2 separate regions of the Zea mays genome follow, and region 2 is linked to region 1. Evidence: chromatin contacts called from public Hi-C data. All regions are on one chromosome and are shown on one strand. The core of a region is the stretch at or near the end of the contact, and the rest is flanking DNA. Distances in the headings are between cores, read along the strand shown.

Region 1 (6,170 bases), core at 1,041-3,540:
CTGTCATCGCGAAACTGGACAGGGCCGCCCTCGATGGCATCCCAGAGATCGCGCGTCTGCATCCTCAGCTTCATGGTCTGGCTCCACTCGTAGTAGTTCGTCTTGTCCAGCATCGGCCACGACGTGCCGCTGCCGGAGTCGCGGTACACCACCCTTCCTTGCGGCGACTCGTAGCGACCGCCGCCGCGGCAGCGCCTCCGGTCCCGCAGTGGTGACTGCGAGCGCCTCCTGTCTCGCGGTGGAGTCCGCGTCCGCCTATTCCTCTCTGTCTCCTCTTCCTCCTCCCAGTCCTCCTCATCTTCTCCCTTCTCGGCGGCGATTTCGGCCCGTAGCTCCTGCGCTGTCCTTGCCGCCGCTTCTGCAGCAGCCGCCGCCTGCTTTGCTGCCTGGACTGCCAGCGCTGCTGCTTCCTCTGCAGCCTTCAAGCGCGCGGCCCGGCCGGAGGAGTCGCCCAGCTCTCCTTAGCCGGGACCCTTGGCCTTGAGCCTGGCAGCACGCTCAGCAGAGGTCGACATGGAGTGGAGAAGGTAAGGAGACGGCCCTGTGGCTCTCTGGTGTCTAACCAAGGCTCTGGTACCAAATGTTGGAGATAACTCTGATTACTCATTTCTGTTAGCCAGAGGCTTTTGATTATATAGAGGTACAGAACCTTGGCAGCCGTACACCTCTTGGGCTGCCCAAGGTCTTTAAAGACTGTAATTAACTAACACAGTTATCTAGGAAATGCTTAGGAAGTAGGGCTTATTAACTACAATAGCGAAGCATAACTCAATACTAAAATGTCTTTCCACTTGAACTAATGCATGTAATAGATCCCATTACAATGAAGCAATCAATCAGGATCAACAAAGCATCGCCTCTAATCACACAAATTACTAGTACATTTTTCAGACTAAAGCACAGTGCTGTTGAGACTGTTTCCTAAACTGACACTCAAGAAGATAGAGAATTATAGAGACTGGTCTAAAGGGTGTGGCCTGTAAAAGAACCAAGCGTAAAGTAGACACCAACCTTCATCCGTGGCGTTCTGGAACTGGGTCACGAGATCCTGGGCACAAGCAATCAAACGGAACCAGTTAATTAGCGAGAAACAAATTTGCAAGGTGAATTTCCTGCGCCAGCACCAATCGATTGGTAATGAAAAAACAAAGAGAGGGACCAGGGACGATACCAACCTGAAGGTACTGGTCTCGCGGAGTGCCAGAACGGCCGGTGCGCTCGACCTGGCGCTGCGCATTCGTAAACATGAATCTCCACACAAATTCCGCGCTGCTGCGATTTATTTCCTGGCAGAGCTGAGGTAGCAAGAATGCCAGCACCGCCGCCGCCGCTGAAGAGCAACACGCTGGGCTCGGAATTTAGTTTGTATTGACTGAAAAGGAAACTGGAGAAAGGGACTTAGAAGATCTCACCTCACACAAAAGCATAACCTCTATTCCTCTTCCCTGGACGAACCAACTTTTTTGCACTCTGAGTCTGAAAAATAATTTACCATCTGCAGCAACAAGCATACAAACCAATGGAATCAATTAATCAAACAAACATCCAAGCAAAGTTAGGAACACAACAAAAATCACAGGATAAGTGTACCATCTGCTTTCTCCTGCACTGTATGGCTGTCAGACATTACCATAGGTAAAAGTAAAACATAGTAAAAAAAACAGTCCAGCCATTCTAAACTCACAGGAACAGGTTAATAAGCCATTACATAAGTAAAACTGTATTGTTGCAGGTTGTCCAGCAAAAGAGTACAACATAAATGACATAAGTTTAAAGTTCTAAAATCAAAGTCCAACTGCAGCAAAGTCAAACATGAAACAAATGAGCAAATATTCATCCACTTGATAAGTGATAAATGATCTACTAGCTAAAGTAAATCTTCATCCACTTGAAATGCATTTTCAGTCCCAAATGAGCTAGAAGGCCCAGAACCATCTTCCCCATTCATTTGCATTTCCTCAGATTCTTCATCATCTTCAAGGATGTCAATTTCATTAATAACTGGGTGGGGACTGGGGACTGACTCGGATCGGATCACAAATTCACAATCACAAGTTCACAACGAGCACATCACATGAGCACAGCAGGGTAGCAGGCCACTCGACGGTGAACACTGAACAGGAAGTCGGGGAAACGGGGACTGGGGAGAACTGGAGAAGAGAGTCAGACATCAGAGATCACCTGATGCAGCAGGCCGTCGCCGTGCTGGGGAGTGGGGACCGAGAGGGGGCACCAGCCGCCAGTCGCCGGTGGCGCGCCGCCGTCGCTCCGTGTGCTGTGCTCTGGTTAGGGTTCCTCGATGGCGTCCGTGCGTGCTGCGCAGGAATCCGGCGGCTGGCGCTATGCTGCTGAGCTGCTCTCGTCTCAAAACCGTGCATGGGCCCTGCGTACAGGACTTAGGTCTGTTTGACTTTTTAACAAACCAGTTTTTTTAGCTACGAGAGATTAACTTCTTGATTTTAAGAAACTATAAATCTAACTTTTATAAACTGAGATATAAATTGTTATGTTTGTAGCCAACTCAATTTTTATAAATCAGTTTCTTTAAAATGAGTGGTTTCAAACAAGCCCGGTTGCAGCGGGCAAAAACGAATGGGAAAAAAACCGAAGTGGGCCAGCTGGTCAGTCCAAAACTGAAAATTTCTAGGCAAACTGATCGTCCGCGACCTGATCAAACGACTAATCGGATGATCAGGGTTCTGATCGCTCTCATCGCGTCGTTACTGCTTATCGAGTGCGCAGTGCGCTAAAGCGATCAGTAGGTTAATCACTGACTAATCTGAAAACATTGGTCGGCCAGGAGAGGTTGTTGGGCTACCGGCGCCTCATGCGATTGGGCCGCCGCGCCCAAGCCTTTTGTTTATTTTAGCCTGAAATCTTTATTTTTTTATATATACATAGAGAGAGGGTATATTGGGATCTGGGCTTCCAAATGTCAGAGAAAGCCTTGGCCGACCACCCTCGACCTGGCTAGACCGTATCAGCGCGCCCACCCACCTCATAGCAGGCTATCAGGTGTGTCCCGTGCCCATACACCAGTTCAACCCCCACGTGTGTCAGTCAAACTCCTGTTCCAACAACCAACCTTTCGTGTGGGACGTAGCCATAAATTGTGGGTCTATTTTTATGCGTAAATAGTCTATGAAAATAGCGAAAATAGTTTACAGAGATAGCATAAAACCCAGCCGTTGGACCACGTGCACATGCGCAGGTGCAGGCATGGAAATCCTATTTTTATGGTAAATCCGATAATTATGGTAGATCGTGGGAGTTTTCACATGTACACAAATTTTGGATGACATTTTCGTTTCCATTGCATGCACAATCCAACAGGGCGCGGCGCTTCGGGAAACCCGCAATCCAACAGGGCGCGGCACTTTGGGAAACCCGCAATCCAACAGTACGGTGTCAATCAACGGTCATGTCAAAAACCCCCGCGGAACCACTTCGAGCGAGGGCAGCGTCTCCGCCATCCAGCGACGTCTTCGGCACCAGGTGACTTTGTCGAACTGGTCCCTCGGAGGGCAAATGTTGGGGCGAAGGCAAAGACGCCACCCTTCGCTCGAGGCCTTCGCCGCAGTTGCTGGTCCGACGGAGACAAAACGGGCAGGGACACCCTTCGCTTCATTCGGCACCAGACGAAGGCCTGCGACGTCGTCATCCCACTGTGCGGCCTCGTCCAGCTCAGAGGCCCACGTGTGATCCGGCCCATTGTAACGGGCCCTGCGTGGCCGCCGCGTGTTACGGGCCTAATTTGTAAAGGCATTCCTGTAATTACAGTCTGTAACCCCGCTTTATGGGAATATTCTGGGGATAACCTAGGTGGCTGAGGGCACATGCGTCCTTAACACAAGGCGCTGGGCGCTCAGATACCTATAAATACCCCCGCACAGTGCCCATGAGAGGCCAGATTAACAGAGCTATTGCCCCCACACGCGAGAACCCTGTTAACGTCATTGTTCACCCTTATTGGATCCCCTTGCAACTGAGAGCAAGTTCCAGCATTTGGCGCCCACCGTTCGTGCTACGAGAAAACCACCCGCGATGGCACCCAAGAGAGCTAACCCGAAGGCTGACGAGGCTGCGAAGGCAGCACTGCTCGCCGCAAGAAAGGGCAAGGCCCTCGCCCTCACCCAATCCACCCACCAAGAGGCCACTGAAGACAACGTTCCCCGCACCTGCGAAGACGACACTCTCCGCACCTGCGGCCCTGAAGGACAATCGCAGCCACCCTCAGGCTTCGCCCCACTGGAGGGCGCGGACCTCACCGAGGATGGTGAAGTCCTCGGCGTCTCAGCGGAAGAACAGCTACAGTTGCGCGCCCTGCGCCTCAAGAACCGCAATCTCCAGAGGCAGAAGGAGATACTGGAGGCCAAGCGCCAGCGCGTGTCCGCACTAGCCAAAGTGCGGCAAATGATACGCGACGAAGAGCAGAAGGCCCAGGACCTCGAGCGGGAGATCGCGCTGATGCAGCGCGAAGGCCACCTTGGCCTGCAGCACGGGCCACCCCTCCAGCAGCGCGCACAACTGGAAGACACGCGCGAAGGCCACCTAGGCCTGCAGCATGGGCCACCCCTGCAACACCGCACACAACCGGAAGACCCGCATTTCCCCCAGCGCGACCACACCTTCCCGCACGCCGCGCCATTCCAAGGGGTCAACTATCTCGACGAGCGAAGTCCCCTGGCGCCACACCTGCAAGTGACGCCTTGGCCAGCTAACTTCCGGGCAGGGACCTATCCCAAGTACAACGGCAGCACCGACCCGGCGCAATACATAATGAGTTATCAGGTCGTCGTTGCATCTTCCGGAGGGGACGACGCCCCAATGGCGAAGTCTTTCATCATCGCCCTAAAGGGCCCAGCTCTCACCTGGTTCACCAGGTTGCCTCCACTGTCCATTGATTCCTGGAGAAGCCTCCGGGACAAGTTCCTACTCAACTTCCAAGGGTACCGCCCAGACACCGACGCCTTGGCCGAACTCTCGCTCTGCAAGCAGCTGGAAAAGGAGACTCTGCGGGAGTATTACCGCAAATTTTTAACACTCAAGTCACAGTTGCCCTCAGTCGATGACCAGATCGCTATTCACTACGCTATCAGTGGCCTTCGCGTCGGTGTCCTTTACAGCCACTGCATCAGAGATCCGCCCAAGAACCTCCAGGAATTATATCAGCTGTTTGAAAAGTACGCCAAATCCGAAGAGCTCCACCAGCGCAAGGTTGAATCCCAAAGGAAGCCAAAAGATGCTCCACAGTCCAGCCGCACGTGGACGAGGACTCCGCAGCCGGACTCCGGTCGAAACGGCTGCAGTCAACAGCAAGTGCACAACATCGCCAACCAGCACCCCGCTGCTGACGCCCCTCGTCGCCAGGAGTATCCCCCCTAGGGCCGCGGAAATGGAACTCGCGGCAGGGGTCGGGGGCGTGCGCAGCCGCCGCGCCGATTCTACTGCCTCTTCCACGGCGAAGACTGCGCCCACCAAACCAAAGACTGCCCAGAAACGAAGGCCACCAGAGACAGGATGGCACGGGCGCAACCAGCCGACAACCCCAGAGTTGTTGCACACACTTACCAGCAACCCCCTCCACCATATATCCACGCCCCCGCCCCGCATCCACCGCACCACACTTACCAACACCATCCGGAAGTACAAATCGTACCTCCCCCACCCCCACCACCACACCAGCAACATCAAAACATCCCCCATGCTCCAAAGCAGGAAGACTTCGCCGATCAGCCATATCGCGGAGTCATTCACATGATACTAGGGGGTCCAGCACTGACTTCGACACAAAGCGGCAGAAGCGGGACCACTACCGCAGCATCAACCACGTCGCCGTCACCGGCCCAGTCGTGCAGACAAAGTGGTCCCACATACCGTTAACCTTCGACGCACGAGACGTCGACCTACGCAGCGCCCCCCACTGCGACGCCATGGTTATTGATTGCAGCGTGGCAGGCTGGGACCTGCACAAAGTCCTAGTTGACAATGGCAGTCAGGCGGACATCATCTTTCTCCATGCCTTCGATCGCATGGGCATAAGCCACAGCCTGCTCAAGCCTTCGGACAACCCGTTGTATGGCTTCGGCGGCAAGGGCACCTTTCCTGTCGGCAAAATAGAGCTGCCTCTCTCCTTCGGTGTAGCACCCAATGCCCGAAGCGAGCAAGTA
Region 2 (6,170 bases), core at 974-3,473, 180 kb after region 1:
TCAACGCCTCAAACAATACATGATTCAAAATCTAAAAAAGTTAAAATACACACGAGTCTAAAACACGAGAAAGAAAGAAGACCGGATAAAGACACACTAAGAAACAAAGAAAAATAGTCTGCTGAATAGCACATACATGTCTAGTGATCCACCAGATATAAGTGATATTGTACTGAAGAAGGGTTGCTGCTTCAAAGTATATAGGACAATGTGAATGTGAACGACACACCACATCAAACGGGTCATAGATACGACACTCAAAGAAGACTCTAGCTTTGTTTGGAGAATTCCATAATACACTGGACACGTCGGATGTAGCACCGGATATGCCACTAATGGGATAGTTAGAGAGGGTTAAAACACAATAGAGGGGGGCTATAATATAACGTACATATCTGGTATAACATGAACAAATCATAGGATGCCCTAATTCAAATAGCTCAGTGTGACTAGTTGATGTGGACATGCACCGACACATTCAATGATCACACCATAGTGTTTGGTGAGTGCGTAGAAATCCTATATGTCACCCCAATTAGTAGTTTTAGACTTGGATGCTATATACTACCCCAACCGGACATTTAAGTTGTGTGGGAGTCGAGGAAGATACCAATTGAGTTTGATACTCATGCACAATATATATACTGGAGGGGCTTGTAGTTTTACAATATGGTACCAACTGTGTTTGTGGTGTAGCCGCTACTATATACTAAAGGGAACGAGACCAACAACATTTTAGCTAGAAAATCGATAGTGAAGATAGTGGAGAACATCTAGGAGAGGCCACAGCGGAGTAGTTGTTGGTTGAGTCTATAGCCTATTGCAGGCTGTGTGGAGCAACAGAGACGAGAGTGGAGTCGAGAGCTGATGTGTCAGAGATGATATAAGATGGTGCATTTGCACCTAACATTAGTTTACTAGTAGTATAGCCAAGGACTAGGAGAGGCATGGTAGGCTCGTGGCCTTGTGGCGACTTAATGCAATGTGAGTAGCTGAGTCCTGTGAGGGTGTTTGTTTTGGTTTATTTTTGACTTCCAGTCATCATAAGCTATTGCGTACTATTAAACATATAACTTTCAGGCCGTTTTTATGAGAATCACCTTGATAAAAATCATCCAAAATCAGCGTGAACATATAATCGATCGAGTTATTGTGAAAGCAGATTCAGTCACTCTCTATATCCTAAACCCTTTTAGACTCCTTAATCTTTCTTTATATGTAGTTCTCATGATAATAAGATTATCTCTACACCATACTCTCATAAAAGCTTGTTAGAAAAGCCCTCCTTGGCATGGCTCTTTAGGGTCTGTTTGGTTGGGCTGTGGCTGTGGAAAAAGTTGCTGTGGGCTGTGAGCTGTGGAAAAAGCTGCTGTAGGCTGTGTGCTGTTAAAAAGCTAAAAATCGTTTGGTGGAAACCACTAAAAGTCGTTAAAAGTTCTTTGATATATGTTTTCACAGTTCCATCCAAAAGCCACTAAAAGCAGGTCCAGGGGTGCTTTCAGTTTTGCGCTACGAGAAAGTCGGCTTTTAGAAAAAGCTGCTTCCTAGATCCAGCCCTTTGGTTGACTTTTGGCTTTTAGGGGGCAAAAGCCAAAGCCAAAAGCCAAACCAAACACACCCTTAGACGGCTCTAGCTCAAGCTTATCATAAAGTCCTTATAAACGGTTGTAAAAAAAAAAGGCTTCTCGTTGAGAGCCCTCGAGGAGCTAAAGCCATTTTCGTGCCGAGAGTTAGAGCACAAAAAACATGGCTTATATTGACTTCCCTTTATTTTCCTAACATAACATTCAAAATAAACACAAAAAACTGTTTTACTAAATAAATTACTGTGTCCTTAGAAAATCCAAATAGTCGGAGAAGTAAGAGCCGGAATTGTTTTCACAGTAACAGAAGTCCTGGAAAGGCAAAAAAAATATATAAACAAACCGGCTCTATATCTCGCGCGTCCAATGCACCGCGCTCGCCGTGAAACGCCACATGTATACTTTTTAACGTGGCCGGTTATCATTGGATTGATGACTCAATTCGCGCCGATCCTGCTCGGCCCGTAGCCAAAATCTCTAATTGCAATAAATGAAGGACAAATAAAAAGGAAAATTTCGGAATCCGAAATATAGCAGGAGCACGCCCTCTGCACGGAAAAAAATTCTGTGCATACCGGATGCAAACCCTTTAGTAATTTATTTTTAATCTATTTGTATGGACCAGCAGTGGGGGTATGTGTAAAAGGTGGGGTTTGCATTCCGTATGCAAAGAATTTTTTTCCCTCTGCACCTCCTCCCCGTCCTCGAGATCGTTCTCGCCTCCCTCCGCTCCCCTTCCCCTCGTGCGCAGTGCGCTCCTCGAGCACCCCACACTCCAGATCTCCGAACCCCTCCCACATGCCATTGCCATTGCACTGAGCGGCAGCCAATAGCCAACTAGCCACACGCCATGGCGCAGTCCTGTAGTTGGGGAATCCTCCTCGCCGTCCTCGTCGCGGGACTCGCGGCGGCCGTCGCCGTCCCGCCGGCGACCGCGGCGGTGGCGAGCATCGACCTCGGCTCGGAGTGGCTTAAGGTCGCGGCTGTGCATCTTGCCCCGGGCCGTGCTCCGATCGCTGTTGCCACCAACGAGATGTCCAAGCGCAAGTCCCCGGCCCTCGCCGCGCTCGCCGACGGCAACCGTCTCATTGGGGAGGAGGCGGCGGGCATCACGGCGCGGCACCCGTCCAAAGTATTCGCCCGCGCGCGGGACCTCTTGGCCAAGCCCTTCTCCTACGTGCAGTCCGTCACGGAGTCGCTCTTCCTCCCCTACGACCTCGTCCCCGACGCGCGCGGCGCCGCCGCGGTCCGCGCCGATGACGGGCAGGTATACTCCCTCGAGGAGATCGTCGCCATGGTGCTCCACTATGCCGCGGGGCTCGCCGATGCGCACGTTGGGGCGCCCGTGCGGGACGCTGTGATCGCCGTGCCGCCCTACTTCGGGCAGGCCGAGCGCCGGGCGTTGACGCAGGCCACGCAGCTGGCTGGAATCAACGTGCTTGCTCTCATCAACGAGCACGCTGGGGCCGCGCTTCAGTACGGGATTGACAAGGACTTCTCCAATGCGTCGCGGCATGTCATCTTTTACGACATGGGCGCTGGTAGCACCTATGCTGCATTAGTGTGCTACTCGGCATACAACGCCAAGGAGTTCGGAAAGACAGTCTCCGTTAACCAGTTCCAGGTGAATTCCCTATCTTGCCTTTCTGGTAGTTGTTCAATTGCGCCTCTCTCAAATGCCTGGTGGCAATCTTTGATGAAAGTATTTCTTATGGTCACTATGATAGATCTGACGAAAATATGCTTTTCTATTATTGAGTTGTGCTGCTATGTGAGATGATGAGTGACAACTCCAGAATACTATATTGCTAACACTAATCTGCAGGTTAAGGACGTTAGATGGAACTCTGAACTTGGAGGCGTCGAAATGGAAATGCGTCTGGTCAACTATTTTGCTGATCAATTCAATAAGCAGCTCGGTAATGTGGTTGATATCCGTCAGTCTCCCAAGGCAATGGCTAAGTTGAAAAAGCAAGTCAAACGCACCAAAGAAATTCTTAGTGCAAACACTGCAGCTCCAATTTCAGTAGAATCTCTGTATAATGATGTTGATTTCAGGTGCATCTCTACTATCTTATATACTTTAAACTCATAACTATTGGTAAAAAAATATGGATGTAGCATGTAAGAAGGTCAAGGATCAAGATAAATGAAAATGCACCCAACATTGCAAAATTTACTCTCAAACCTAATTTGTCAGCTTAAAATTGTTCTGTAAAGAATGGGATTTCAACTCATTAATTAAAGGTGTCCTGGAAGCAGACCTTCTAGGTTTGGAGTTTGCATGGACGAAAGACATTTTATTTGTCTAGTGTCTTGACATGTATGATGTATCAGATTAAATTTGGTTATTTTTTCTTTTGAAGTGCATCGATGCAATCTCATCTAAATAAAGGTTACTGCAAACAAAGGCTGTGTAGTTCTGGACCACTTGGGCTACTTCTTAATTGACTCTGTATCAGCTGTTGAAGTTTTTTATATGGGAGACGCGGAAATTATGTTCTGTAACAATCGGGCCAATTATGAGGACTCTTAATGGTTGAGTTTTCAGTTTTTCCCTAGCTTGTGCTTTAAGCTTTCCTTGGTTTAAACCTGTATAGTAAGCTCGTGGTCTTAAATAACGGTTGGGGCAATATGCATTGTGTTACCTACTGAGCTTATGCACTATTTTTTTTTTACAGGAGTAGCATAACACGTGAGAAATTTGAAGAGCTCTGTGAGGATTTATGGGAGCAAGCTCTGACTCCAGTTAAAGAAGTGCTGACACATTCTGGCATGAAGATCGATGATATCTATGCTGTAGAACTAATAGGAGGAGCTACCAGGGTTCCAAAACTGCAGGTTAATAAATTTGGTTGTCTTTTAGATTTTTTTACTTAAACTTTGTGGTGCTTTTCAAAATCATTTTTTTATATCTATTAGCTAGAATCATCTTCTTAGGTTCTGTAGTAGAAAAAAAATCTTTTTTGTAGAATATGCTGGAAAGTTGCGTATCATTGCATTGAGAAACCAAATAAATTACTTCCTCCGTTCTTTTTTATATGTCGTTTTTTAGTTCAAAAATGAACTAGCGAACAACAAATATTCGAGAACGGAGGTAGTACAACACACCAACTACGCTCACACAAACACACACTCTTACAATCTTGTACCAGAAACAAACACGATCTTACTGAAGCTATTAATTATTCCCATAGCAGAATAGGTTTTTTTCAGCACCAGCAGAGCAGCCACGTACTTCCCCTTAATTTTATTAGCTGTCAATGAATTCAGTAATCAGCATACTTGGATTATTTAGTCTTTTCAGCATTTTCTCTGAACTGCTTCTCACTTATAGAAATTAATCTAGTATTTATAACATGGGTACATGCATGGATGTGACATGTGTTACGATTTGCTTTATATGTTTTTCCTTCTATTTAACCAATATTTTTTTGTTAGAAATTTGTCTAACTACTTTGCATTTGTACTGATCCTTTTTTTTGTTGTGATCCTAAAAGGGCTGTAAACTGTTTCTGGTCACACAGAGAGTTTCATGCCTAACCTGTTTAGAGATTCTTGTTTTTATACAATATTTATATAATCCATAATTCCTAATTTGGTTACCTTTTCAAATGGGCGTGGTCTACAACTTGTTATTTCTTTTTTTTGGCTCACTAACAACAATATTGTTCTGCTACAGGCTAAACTGCAGGAATTTCTGGGTCGGCGCGGGCTGGATAAACATCTTGATGCTGATGAAGCAATTGTTCTTGGAGCTTCACTTCATGCTGCTAACCTGAGTGACGGGATTAAGTTGAACCGTAAGTTGGGAATGATTGATGGCTCCACTTATGCTTTGGTACTTGAGATAGATGGTCCGGGTTATTTCAAGGATGAAAGCATTGATCAAATTTTGGTGCCAAGAATGAAGAAAATGCCAATAAAGGTTAGTAAAGTTGTTTTCCTTTTATCTTGTGGGTGAACTCTTCGTCATGTATCTGGACTAATATAGCTCGATACCCATTTGTTATCTACAGATGTTTAGATCCATCAGACATACCAAGGATTTTGATGTGTCTCTCAACTATGACAAAGCTTATGAACTGCCTCCAGGCATTCCATCACACAAGTTTGCAGAGTATTCTGTATCGGGACTGACAGATGCCAGTGAAAAGTAAGTGGACATACTTCATGTATTTTCCCCTTCTAGTCTTGATCATTAAAACTAAAGTACTAAACATTCTTAATGTAATTCATCCTTATAAACATATATGGTATTGCCATGTTGATAAATAATTCAAACTAAAATGCTCAATCTTATAATGAATTCGACCAATGTAATTTTATTACTATTATGTTTTTTTGTACCCACTGTATGCTTAATTTTATTACATAAACTAAACATATTCCTTTTTCAACCAGGTATGCACACCGTAATTTATCTGCACCCATCAAAGCAAATCTACATTTTTCTTTGAGTAGAAGTGGAATTATTGCTCTTGATAGAGCAGAAGCAGTAATTGAGATAACTGAATGGGTTGAAGTTCCAAAGAAGATATTGACTCTAGAGAGTAACATCACCAATCAGAATTCATCTTTTGAAGT

The links. A called contact is a pair of places that touch in the nucleus more often than the background predicts.
Region 2: a contact with region 1 is called in a Hi-C map of ear, with 2.6 times the contacts expected there. The contact joins the promoter of LOC103653979 here to the promoter of LOC100194252 in region 1. A contact is called at or near these places in 9 of 25 Hi-C or Micro-C datasets (bundle sheath, ear, endosperm and 2 more) and 1 of 3 datasets of contacts at active chromatin or transcription factors (seedling).

Annotation. Positions count from the first base shown.
Region 1 is chr4:166,356,284-166,362,453 of Zm-B73-REFERENCE-NAM-5.0, forward strand. LOC100194252 (ARM repeat superfamily protein) reads right to left here and starts at 2,291. Exons shown (of 8, transcript NM_001139293.1): 1 at 2,182-2,291; 2 at 1,413-1,495; 3 at 1,176-1,330; 4 at 1,012-1,048. The coding sequence starts at 1,247.
Region 2 is chr4:166,531,923-166,538,092 of Zm-B73-REFERENCE-NAM-5.0, forward strand. LOC103653979 (heat shock 70 kDa protein 17) reads left to right here and starts at 2,224. Exons shown (of 14, transcript XM_008680804.3): 1 at 2,224-3,207; 2 at 3,409-3,641; 3 at 4,265-4,424; 4 at 5,266-5,511; 5 at 5,603-5,739; 6 at 5,988-6,170. The coding sequence starts at 2,434.